Regions from separate parts of the Rattus norvegicus genome. Here regions 1 and 3 are each linked to region 2. Evidence: chromatin contacts called from public Hi-C data. All regions are on one chromosome and are shown on one strand. The core of a region is the stretch at or near the end of the contact, and the rest is flanking DNA. Distances in the headings are between cores, read along the strand shown. Region 1 has its middle 460 kb from the start of Klf6. Region 2 holds the start of Klf6 (KLF transcription factor 6). Region 3 has its middle 340 kb from the start of Klf6.

Region 1 (3,613 bases), core at 679-3,178, 460 kb before region 2:
AGTAAATGTACTTTTGCTTTTTTGCCAGAGGATACCATTCAAGTATAATAAAACACATTATTTATTTTCTAGGCTAGGGCCAAATGCTCCACTTTACTTATTTAAGAGATCAATATAAGTCTCACCTATTAATTGTGGTCCAAGGTGAGACAGTGGTGGAAAGAGCTGATTCATGAGACAGATACACTGAAAAACAAAGCAAATGAAATGTGTGTCCTCAGTTCATTTAGAGGATCACTCTGAGTCAAGAGAAGCATAAGCTAGGTTTACCTCAGTGTAAGAATCTGGATGCACACAAAGAGAATCACTGTGTTGCCAATAAGAGGAGGCGAGGGGTCACTGTGGAAAGCACATGGTAGTTAGAGCCTATTTTCTTACAGCTCACCTCCATAAATGGAATCATACTTGTCATCTCCAGGAGATGCTCTTAGTCTTATGTTGTGGTAATTGTACTTTTCTTGCCTATGATGCTCATGGTATCTACTGATGAATATCTATTTCTTAGAAAACAACAGATTTTTTTTCTAAATTGCGTGCATAAATTCACTCAGTCAGTAAATAAAAGTATCTAAAGGATTCACTCAGAAAACAGAAAAGGAATTATTTTATTTGAAAAGCTCCTAGTTCATAATACAGATTTACTTCTGTGGCCACTTGACAAGCTTTGAATGAAAACTGTGACAGCATCATTATGAGTTTATAACCATTCTCTTCCTCCCTAATTGTATGTCAGTGACAATCTATTGTCATCACGGTGACAACCAGGACCGCCATCTTAAAAGTCAATCATTTCTCTGCAACGCAGCAGTTGCTATTCATGCATAAGAGATGACATATACTAAATTGTTTCTTTAGGAACAGAATTATTAGAAGGGATAATGAATGAATCTATCATATTACTTAACTATCTGTGTGTAAGTTCAGTACTATAGGAAGCTCAATCCTGTGTTGCTCTCTTTTTTATTGAATCTATATAATAAAATATCTGAAATATTATCCTGCTTCGATTTGCCAAAGAAAAGAATGTTGAATTGGAGAAATAGCCCATTCCAGTATCAGAGGGAAATTATAAGACTCATATTGAAAAAGATTTCTTAAGTGAAATTGTAGAATTTCTAGTCATGTGAATCAAAAGCACATTTTTATCCACTGTTATATAAAAATCATCTTTAACTAAAAATTTTAAGCCCAGCATTAATATATTATTATATCCAGAATATACAAAATTCAAGAGAAAAGAAGATATACTGTGGTTTGCTTCAAATGTTTTTGTGATTTGGAAATAAAACATCTCCCATAGGCTCCTATGATTTTGTGTTTGGTCCTGAGGTTCTAGACCTACTTTTAAGATTGTAGATCTTTTAAAGGTTGTACCTAGGAACAGGAAGTAGATTTCTAGATTGCTAGTAGATTTCTTGGCCTTGACGTTTATAGCTCAGCTCAACCTTCTGGATTCCTATGCTTTCTATGTGTCAATGTGAGCAAGCCTTTACCCCAAACTCTACCACCATGATGGGTTATAGCCCATAACCTGTGAGGTAAATAAACCCCTCACCCCTCGAGTTGCTCCTCATCAGGTATCTGGCTACAGACATGAGTAAAGTTACTAATGGAGAGTGTTACTTGAAAATAAAATGAGGTATGTTACTTGGTAGAAAAAAATCTTTTACAGCGACTATGTTCATAGTATTAGAATCTGATGATGCAATTCCAGCAGAGCTGTGAAACTGTCTCTTCTCAGGGACTCCCACGGTCTGGAATTGTTTTCAGAATAACAGGAAAGGGAAGAAAGTTGAATAGAGAGCCCATCTGCTTCTAATTCAGCATTCCCAAAAAACTGTTGTGCACGAACTCCAAAACAGAAAGCCACGTTAAATTGTTTCTAATTTTAGTCAGCAAGTAAGTAGAAAGTCCAAAGGTGGCGCTTCCTCTCTTTCAAAATACTACTTGCCCATGGTTACTAGACAGCCTGTAGCCATGGTCCCTGCTAAGGGTAAGCCAAAGACAAAGACTTTTAAGTTGATCATTTTGGATTATCTAAGAAGTCTCTTCGACTAAATGTCTTGCTTAACTTTGTCCAATCTAGAATAAAGTATTTTTCTTAGGCTTCACATTTGGTGGGCATGTGTGTGTGTGGATTTGCCCTTCCATTGGCCTTGCTGCTTTTCTCCAGGTTTGTGTACTCACAGACTACCCATTCCGGGCTTCCCTTCTACCAGACTGTGCCCTAAGTTTGCTGTAAGTTTGGGATGAGTGTAACCATATACTTAGCACAAAATTAAGGTCAGCTTGGTTGTTAATTCTCCACTTCTATTCTCTTGGACGTTTGGTCCTATGCAATTCTGGTTCAAAGAGTAAAGAAATATATATATATATATATATATATATATAATATATATATATATATATATATATATGATCCTTGTAAAATTTGCAGACTAGTCTAACCTAATATTCAAAAGCATTTCATTTTGCAAGATAGATGTGATTTCAAAATACCTGTGAAATACTGTGAACATGAGGTTCTAAGCATAATGTGGAATTTATATCCATCCACCACAATAGTTTTATAGGATACAAAGTTGCTCTTAAATACTAACTGACCTGTAGACATACAGGAAATAATCAAGACTTAGGAAAGCATGTAACATTGAAAATAAGATCAAAATCAGACAAAACAAATCAACCAAAGCCAACAAACCTAATTTTCCTCAAGTTCTGGCACTAAATTGTCAAAATAAGAAGGATGCGAATGATATGATACATCTTGGATTCAGCAATTAATTATACAGTCAATTAATTTTTTACTTGTAATTGAAAAAATAACCAAGCCACATCCGTAAAGAGCCTAAGTGTGTGTGATTGGTGCACAGGATCTGGGTGATGTCCTTCCTTCCTCCCTTCATACATTCAAATTAAATTAATGCCACTTGTGAATTAATGAAATACATTTGAAGCACTTTCCACAACCATGAAGGACAGAGCACCAAGCCTTCCTAAAGCCAAAAGACCGCTGTCAGGTTTCATGTGTGTTGTCAGTTTATAATTCATTTAAAAAGTAAAATGTCTTGGCATTTTCTTCTAAATTATTTTTAAATTCGCACACCATATTGACTTCCTCTGAGTCAAAACTGATGCCTCTTTTACTTCATTTGCGCAATGTAGGATAAACTGTATATTGAATACAATGGGAGCTATACGTATGATTTCAATGTCTCTATAATACACAGTTATTTTTATAAATGAATACTGCTACCACGAAAAACGGCTTTTGGCCTGTGATTACTAAAACAGACACTATATTTAAAGATATATGGCATTTATATTATATTTATATGAGATACTTCTAAATATAATTTCTAAATGTCACATTTGTTTCTTTTCTTCACAAACTTAAATATCGTGGATATTCATTAAAAAATGCTTTCTCTAATCTGGAAAGCTGGAAATGCATCCTAGGAACTCCAAGTTTAGTTAACTACAATTATGCAAACAAAAACAAAAACAAAAGCCCAAAAGTTGCATACCAATTTAAGAAAAATTATATCTTGACTTCAAAACTCGCAGAGCATAATATGATCAATTTCTCTTTATTTACTTAAAGGAAAATAAG
Region 2 (3,144 bases), core at 260-2,759:
CCAGTAAGGGACAGGTCTGCTTCTTTGTCACTAGGGTAAATGAAGACCAATGGTCACCTCCATATAATCCATACAATAGGCATTGTAAGATAACTTTTCCCATCTTTGCGCTCATAACTAAGCCTGCCTACAAATCCGTCAAGCCTATACATGCATCTTTCCAAGACCTCATAAATGAAATATGAAAACTCTCTTCAACTTATTTTACACGTTTGATAACTTTTAAAAGGATACTGTTCATTAAATATTATTTTCGAAGTTATTATAATTGGAATTTTATTCAAAACTTTTAGCTGCTCTTTCCTCCTTTTTTTTTTTTTTTTGGTTTTTCCTTTTAAATGAATATCATGGTGTGCTTTGGGAGACAATTCATATGAAAAACAATTCAAATTGTTTACGCGACAATGGGAAAGCCTGTTAACCTTCGTGAGACATCTTGGAGACTGCCTTCTAAAAGATAAACACATTTCTACCCCATTAGCAGCAGAATCTGCATCTTCTTTGAATTAAAACTGTGTGCATCAAGTAAAGGGATTTTTTTTTAAGCTGTAAGTGTCCAGCTCTCCAAGTCGGGGTGGCGGTGGCGCCGGGTCAGCGATGCGATCTTGATCTTAAAAGCTGCACTTCCAACTTAGAGTAGGTAAAATTCATTCCTGAGAACTGAGTGTATCTGACACACAGGTCAGGTAGGGCGCTTTTGAGATGCTCTGGCTTTTCCCCCTCCGCCTGCGTAGGAAGTGGGGGTATTTTAGTTTCAGGCTCCTGTCATCCTCCACCCCAGGGATCCAGACAGAAACTACCACACAGTGACTCTAGAGCACCAAGTCCCCCTGCTGTTCGGTCATTTGGTCCCATTGCCACACGGGGACATAAGGGCATGTTTGCTCCTACCCCGGGGCACCTCTGCATCTCTGAGTACGGAGGGGACTCGGGACAAAGAGAGAAATCGGGGGATCAAGGAGAATGGAGGGCCAGGGAAGGATCCGGGAACACGGGCCACTATCGGGAGGAATGAGGGGGATTGGGCATATGTCTGCTCCCTTGATTTGCTGGGTACCGGTCCGGGTGACCGGATCAGAAGGTGCAACCGAGCAGCCGGGCGGCGGGGACAGGTGCCCGGTTGCCCCGGCCAGGTTCCCCTAGCTCCGGCCGCTCCGGCCGCACTTCTACAACGTTAGGCTGTGCACCTCCCAGCGCCGACTCCTTCGGCGCGCCGTAGCCCTCGCCTTATATACCCTGCTAAAAATAGCCTGCGAGACGTCTTTCCAATCAGCGCAGGCCGAGTTCGAATTGCACCAATAGGAAGGCCTTTAATGGAGAGGCTCGGTCACGCCAGGCGGGGCCGCTGTGTGACCGCACCGGCGATTGGTGCGAGCTGACATCATCGTCGCGCAGCCCCCGGGACAGGAGCGGCAGGATTGGGTACCGTGGGGGGCGGAGCTCCAAGCTGGTCACGTGGGGGGAGGAGGAGTGGGGGGAGCCAAGCGGGGGAGGAGGGGGGAGGCTGGCAGCGGAGCTTTGAATAGGGAAGTTTTGCAGGGGTTACGCTTGCAGTCAGTCCGCTGTTTGCAAATATTGCGTGGGCTCGGCGCGCTGCGGGCTGCGGGAGGGTCCGGACCCGGCGTCCGATTGCAGCGCCATCCAGTTTGCATGAAACTTTCACCTGCGCTCCCGGGAACAGTTTCTGCTCCGACTCCTGATCGTTCACCTCCCTGTTTTCCCGACAGCGGGGACTGTCTTTTCCAACCCGACATGGATGTGCTCCCAATGTGTAGCATCTTCCAGGAACTACAGATTGTGCACGAAACGGGCTACTTCTCGGCTCTGCCGTCCCTGGAGGAATATTGGCAACAGGTAAATACGGATTTTTTTTTTTTTTCACCTGCCCGGTGCGCCGAGGAGGGAGTTGCGCGGAGGAGCAGGCAAGATGGTGTGTACTTGGAAGTGCATCTTTTTTAATGATGATTAGCATTTGCCTAATTTAAAATAAAATAAAATAATGATCTTAAGATGTCCTTCTGCTGCTTGGAATGGTGAAGGCACTGTAGAGCGAGCCTTCGGGAGCGAGGAGTAGAGTTGTCATTTGTGTGGAGGCGAGCTCTCCTTCCCAGTACGTTTTTATTTCTTCGTTTTTGTTTCATTTTTGCTAATTCCGAGCTTCCGAGCAGCATACACCTGAGGGGGGGACCCCAGATTCCTCTGGCCGATCCAGACCTGAACCATTGGCACAACTTTGGGGCTTGTACCAGTTCCAAACTCCACAGCTGGACCCTGTCATATGAACGAGCTTGCCTTGACTGCCAAAAGATTTGATTTAAGGATTTTGGTTTTGTTTTGATATTTGTACATCCAATTTTTTAAAAAAGTCTTAAGATATTGCTCGCGGAACGCAGCGGTTCTTTTTGAACTCAAGGCCATTTACAGTTTCTTTTTCTTCTGGATAATGTCTTAGCATTCACGTATGTCTGCCTTGTTTTTCTTACCTGCTTTTCTTGTTGACTGCGCGGCGGGTGTGTGTGTGTGGGGGTGCTGTTTGCACACAAGTGACTTGTCAGTCATATGACAATGAGTCCATTCCTAGTTGCTTCGGTTCTTACTTTGGGCAAGAAAAATCTCCAATTCCGGCATTTAAGTGGAACTAGAATTTGGGGCAACGGAAATAAAAGAAACACCCCTTCCCCCTTCTAAGTCTTAGGATTCTGTGAGTGGCAAAAATATATATATTCTCAAACACTTTTACCATTGTCTTTAAAACCATGATGATTCCGTGACCATCTCTCTACCCTTCTGGGCTGGCTTTTTTTTTTTCCTCCAAGTGAATTAGCAGATGAAATATATTCCGTGGGTTTCACAACCTCCCAGGCTTTAAAACGCAGGGAAAGCGAAGTGTTGGCTGAAACCTCCACATGCCGGCTTAATTGTTCACAATCCTCTCTGCCTTTCTCTCCCCCTCCCCATTTTTCCTCCTCAAAGAAGCTGCTCCCTGGGACGTGATTGAAATTGATCTTAGTAGTTTCCTTTAGGCTTTTGGGATTTGGGCAACTAGCCAGACTTGGCTCCTGGTCCCCTTCAGAGCCTTTTAAACTCCCAGAGAGCTTTGGTCAGGTCCCCACTGCTGCTCATCAGTATAATGGAGATTTTAAA
Region 3 (3,367 bases), core at 313-2,812, 340 kb after region 2:
TTCACTCCGGGACTCTTGTGAGGAGAAGGCAGGGCGGCATGAGACTTCAGATATAGTACAAGTAACAGCAAAGGGACATGAGACATTTGGATGAAACCTGGACTAGCATCAGGGAAAGGACTTTCATAGAACAGCCCCTGCTTCAGTCAATCAGAAACATCTTAGAGCAGTGACAGGTGGCCTTGAACTTGGCACTCAAAAACAAGACCGTTGAAATGCTGTGCCAATCACCCTCTGGTTTTGGCTTCACGCTTACACAACTCAGATTCCAAAAATATTTGTTTTGCTTCCTAGTTAAAAATAAATAAATAAAATTCCCTTTTAGAACTCAGTGCATAGCTTGCCCTAGAAAAAAAAATACCATCATATGGTCTGCAATCTGTTGCTAGGGACTGAAGTCTCTCCACTTAGTATGGGACTCTGAAGCCTGTTTCTGAGTCTTTACTCCCAAAAATGAGGGTCATCAAATGAACCTCTCTCACCAGGACCAGGAGTTGCCGGACTTTAATCCCAGATACCTGGGAGGCTGAGGTAGAAGAACTGTGAATCCAAGATTTGCCCACACTACAGAGTGAGTTCAATGCCATGCTGGGCAAATCAGTGAGACACTGTCTCAAAATAAAAAAGCATCAATAAGGTTTAGTACTCACCTAGCATGTTTAAGGCTCTAATTTCAATCCCCAGTGTTTCAAATACATAAATGTAAATAAGTACAAGTATATGCAGTAGAAAAGCTTTTCTACATGGTTGAGATGCAGTCACACCGGCGGCAGAAACCTTGGCATAGCTTTTCAACCTCTCTGACTGAGACGAAGCACACGCTGGAAACCAGGCTGCTGCTCCTGTAGCCAGTGTGAAACAACTCAAGCCATCTTAAATTCTAGTCCTCTGAGCTTCTTTATTGTTAAAAACTTGGAAGCTAACGTCAAGTCAACCCACCCCACCCCCAACAATCCCCAGGGAGGATTTCCTACATGTCTGCGTTGACCTATTGGCAAATAGAAACCCAGTATAGGGGCAAAAGGAGAGGCTTGGCCACATGTATTTCGAAAGGTATGATCTCCAGCCATGCTATGAAAACATCAACATTGCCTCCCCCACCCCCGGAAGCTGGGGAGGAAATAAGTTCTTCAGCTCACTGCTATAAGCAAAACATTAGGGGTTCCTCACCTCTGTCTACGGCATGGCAAATTCCTCAAATATCCCCTCAGATTGTGTGAACCCCTACACTTCCAGAGAATTAGAGGAGGGCTGGAGCCAAACCAAAGCAGTGTTGTCCAGCTGAGCGCCACCCTGTAGGGACCATTAGTTTCCAAAACGAAGGCAGAGGATGCATTGAGGAGGAAGGCCTCCATCAACACTCTCCCTGCTTTCCTCAGTGGGAAAAGTTAGTTCAAGCTGGACTCTAAAAAAGATTAGAGGAGCCACGGTGGTTTGTCTGCCCGAATTCTCTTCTCGAGCTTTTTTTTTGGCTGTTAGCGATGGCTCAATGAGTCATACAGTTCACAAGCAATTTTCACAAAGGGAAACACCTCTCTACGTGAAATATGATTCTCCTCTGAAGACAGACTGTGTCAAAACAACGGTTGACTCATCACTTGCTGCGAGCCTTCAGTGTTTCCTACTGGAGCCTGCACGGAGGATTGGCTTTTAGCTGTGAGCCCTCTGAAAGGCAAGCCTGTTAAAAATCAACAAGCCAAATCTCCTTGGGCTTCCCTCTCAGTAAACCAATTACTACCTACCCTTTGCGCAGGATTGGGGCACAGGAAGCCTCACCTGATTGGGGTGTTTAGAGAGCAAAGTGCCTAGCTGAGTTTAGAGAGAAGTCAAGAAGAATAGTGGTGGTTGGGTGAGGGAGGTTCGAGGGGGACGGAGGGAGATAGAAGAGAAGGGGCCAGCAGAAGAGGAAAAGGAAAGGGGGGAAAAACAAAAATAGAAAAGGGGAATAAGCTGCTTAAGGAAACGGAACTGCCTTCCTCCATGAGAAGCCATGTTAATAAATAAGCCAATGAAGAAGTAAGTTGTGGAGGCAGAACAAACCTGAAGATGCCTGGGCTTACAAGCCCGCCTAGTCTGCTGTGGTAAATTCCAATCCAAGGAGAGACTGATGAAAACAAGGGAATAGCTGTCAGAGACATTACATCCAAGCGTGTTCTCTGGCTTGCACTCTCACAGACCACATGTGCATACACACACCATGTGCACACCTGCGTACACACAAACCACTGCCATCGCAGAAGAACGAGCCCAGAAAAGAAATTAGAACTGAGGGGCAAAAAAAAAAAAAAAAGAAAGAAAAAGAAAAAGAAAAAGAAAAAGAAAAAGAAAAAAAGGAGAAAGAGGAGGAAGGGAAAAGATGGAAAGGCAGAGGGGAAAAAAGGGCTAGTTTGGCTACCACAAAAATGTGGTAAGGATAAGGTTAAGTCATGGGTGGAGTTTTGTTCTGTGGTTCTGATCCTCAGAAATCATTTTAAGCAATACATTGCTAACTGGTCTTATCTAATATGTAAATGTCAACACCCATCAGTTTGCCTCTTGTCAAACACGCAGAGCAGCAAAAGCATTTGTATTTCTCCTACAGGGTTAAAAAATTCAGGGCTTCCCACTAATCAGCAGTCTTTCCTGGGCAGCCCGGACCATTCACTTTGTCCCAGGACTTATTTGTAACTGAAGCCGAGAGCCTTTTTCTCCAAAGAAAGAAGGATCCTATGCTGAGTGTCAGTCAGATGTGGTCAGGGCTGGTTTGGGTTAGATGATTCAGCTGTTTTGTGTGTATGCGTGTGTTTCTCAAGATGCTTTCTGATACTCCTGACAAAAAAATATCTTGTGTGATCTTGTAACAAATTAAACAAAAAGACAAGCCACGGAGGGCTGACTATTTGAAAAGCCGAAACCACAAAAACCTCAGATTCCTGCTGACCTTCCAGGAGGAAGACCTGGCTGGAACTTCAGTTAAATTGTAACTTTCACGAATTCCAGCTCAGTCCGTTCATTCCTTTTGGGAGCTTAATGAGAACTAGCTGGAGGGAGACCTGGCGGCATTTCTAATTACCCTAAGGTTCATTGTACTAAATATCTTTAAAGGATTTAAGGCAAATGTCCCATCTCGGTGGCCTGTATCCAGAGGCCTCGACTGTGTTCCTCGGGATTCTTTTGACTGCCTCAGTTATCAATTAATTAAAGGATGGAAGGATGACCGTATTTGTTTGTTTTAATGCTAGCAGCTAAGTAATCCCTTCCTATGTATTTGCTGTGACAATTAACAACAGTGATTCACACATCTCGCCAAATGCTATTTTCTTTTCCAGCAGCACACACCCACATTTCTTCGGTTGCTTACTCACAGGGAAAACAATAAGAACCAGAT

The links. A called contact is a pair of places that touch in the nucleus more often than the background predicts.
Region 1: a Hi-C map of liver shows a contact between it and region 2, with 4 times the contacts expected there. The contact joins the enhancer-like site here to the promoter of Klf6 in region 2. A contact is called at or near these places in 4 of 12 Hi-C or Micro-C datasets (kidney, liver and psoas muscle).
Region 3: a contact with region 2 is called in a Hi-C map of frontal cortex, with 2.5 times the contacts expected there. The contact joins the enhancer-like site here to the promoter of Klf6 in region 2. A contact is called at or near these places in 6 of 12 Hi-C or Micro-C datasets (the A7r5 cell line, the Rat2 cell line, Schwann cells and 3 more) and 1 of 1 datasets of contacts at active chromatin or transcription factors (oligodendrocytes).

Annotation. Positions count from the first base shown.
Region 1 is chr17:69,917,601-69,921,213 of GRCr8, reverse strand. No RefSeq gene overlaps it. Among named protein-coding and RNA genes, the nearest start is that of Klf6, 460 kb to the right of the region's middle. Within about 2 kb of position 1,928, at least 8 of the 93 cell types and tissues checked have an H3K27ac peak or open chromatin away from gene starts, as enhancers often do. A contact at or near this core is called in kidney and liver, where this site is marked.
Region 2 is chr17:69,456,843-69,459,986 of GRCr8, reverse strand. It overlaps Klf6 (KLF transcription factor 6), which reads left to right and starts at 1,509. Exons shown (of 4, transcript NM_031642.5): 1 at 1,509-1,854. The coding sequence starts at 1,651.
Region 3 is chr17:69,114,541-69,117,907 of GRCr8, reverse strand. No RefSeq gene overlaps it. Among named protein-coding and RNA genes, the nearest start is that of Klf6, 340 kb to the left of the region's middle. Within about 2 kb of position 1,562, at least 19 of the 93 cell types and tissues checked have an H3K27ac peak or open chromatin away from gene starts, as enhancers often do. A contact at or near this core is called in the A7r5 cell line and Schwann cells, where this site is marked.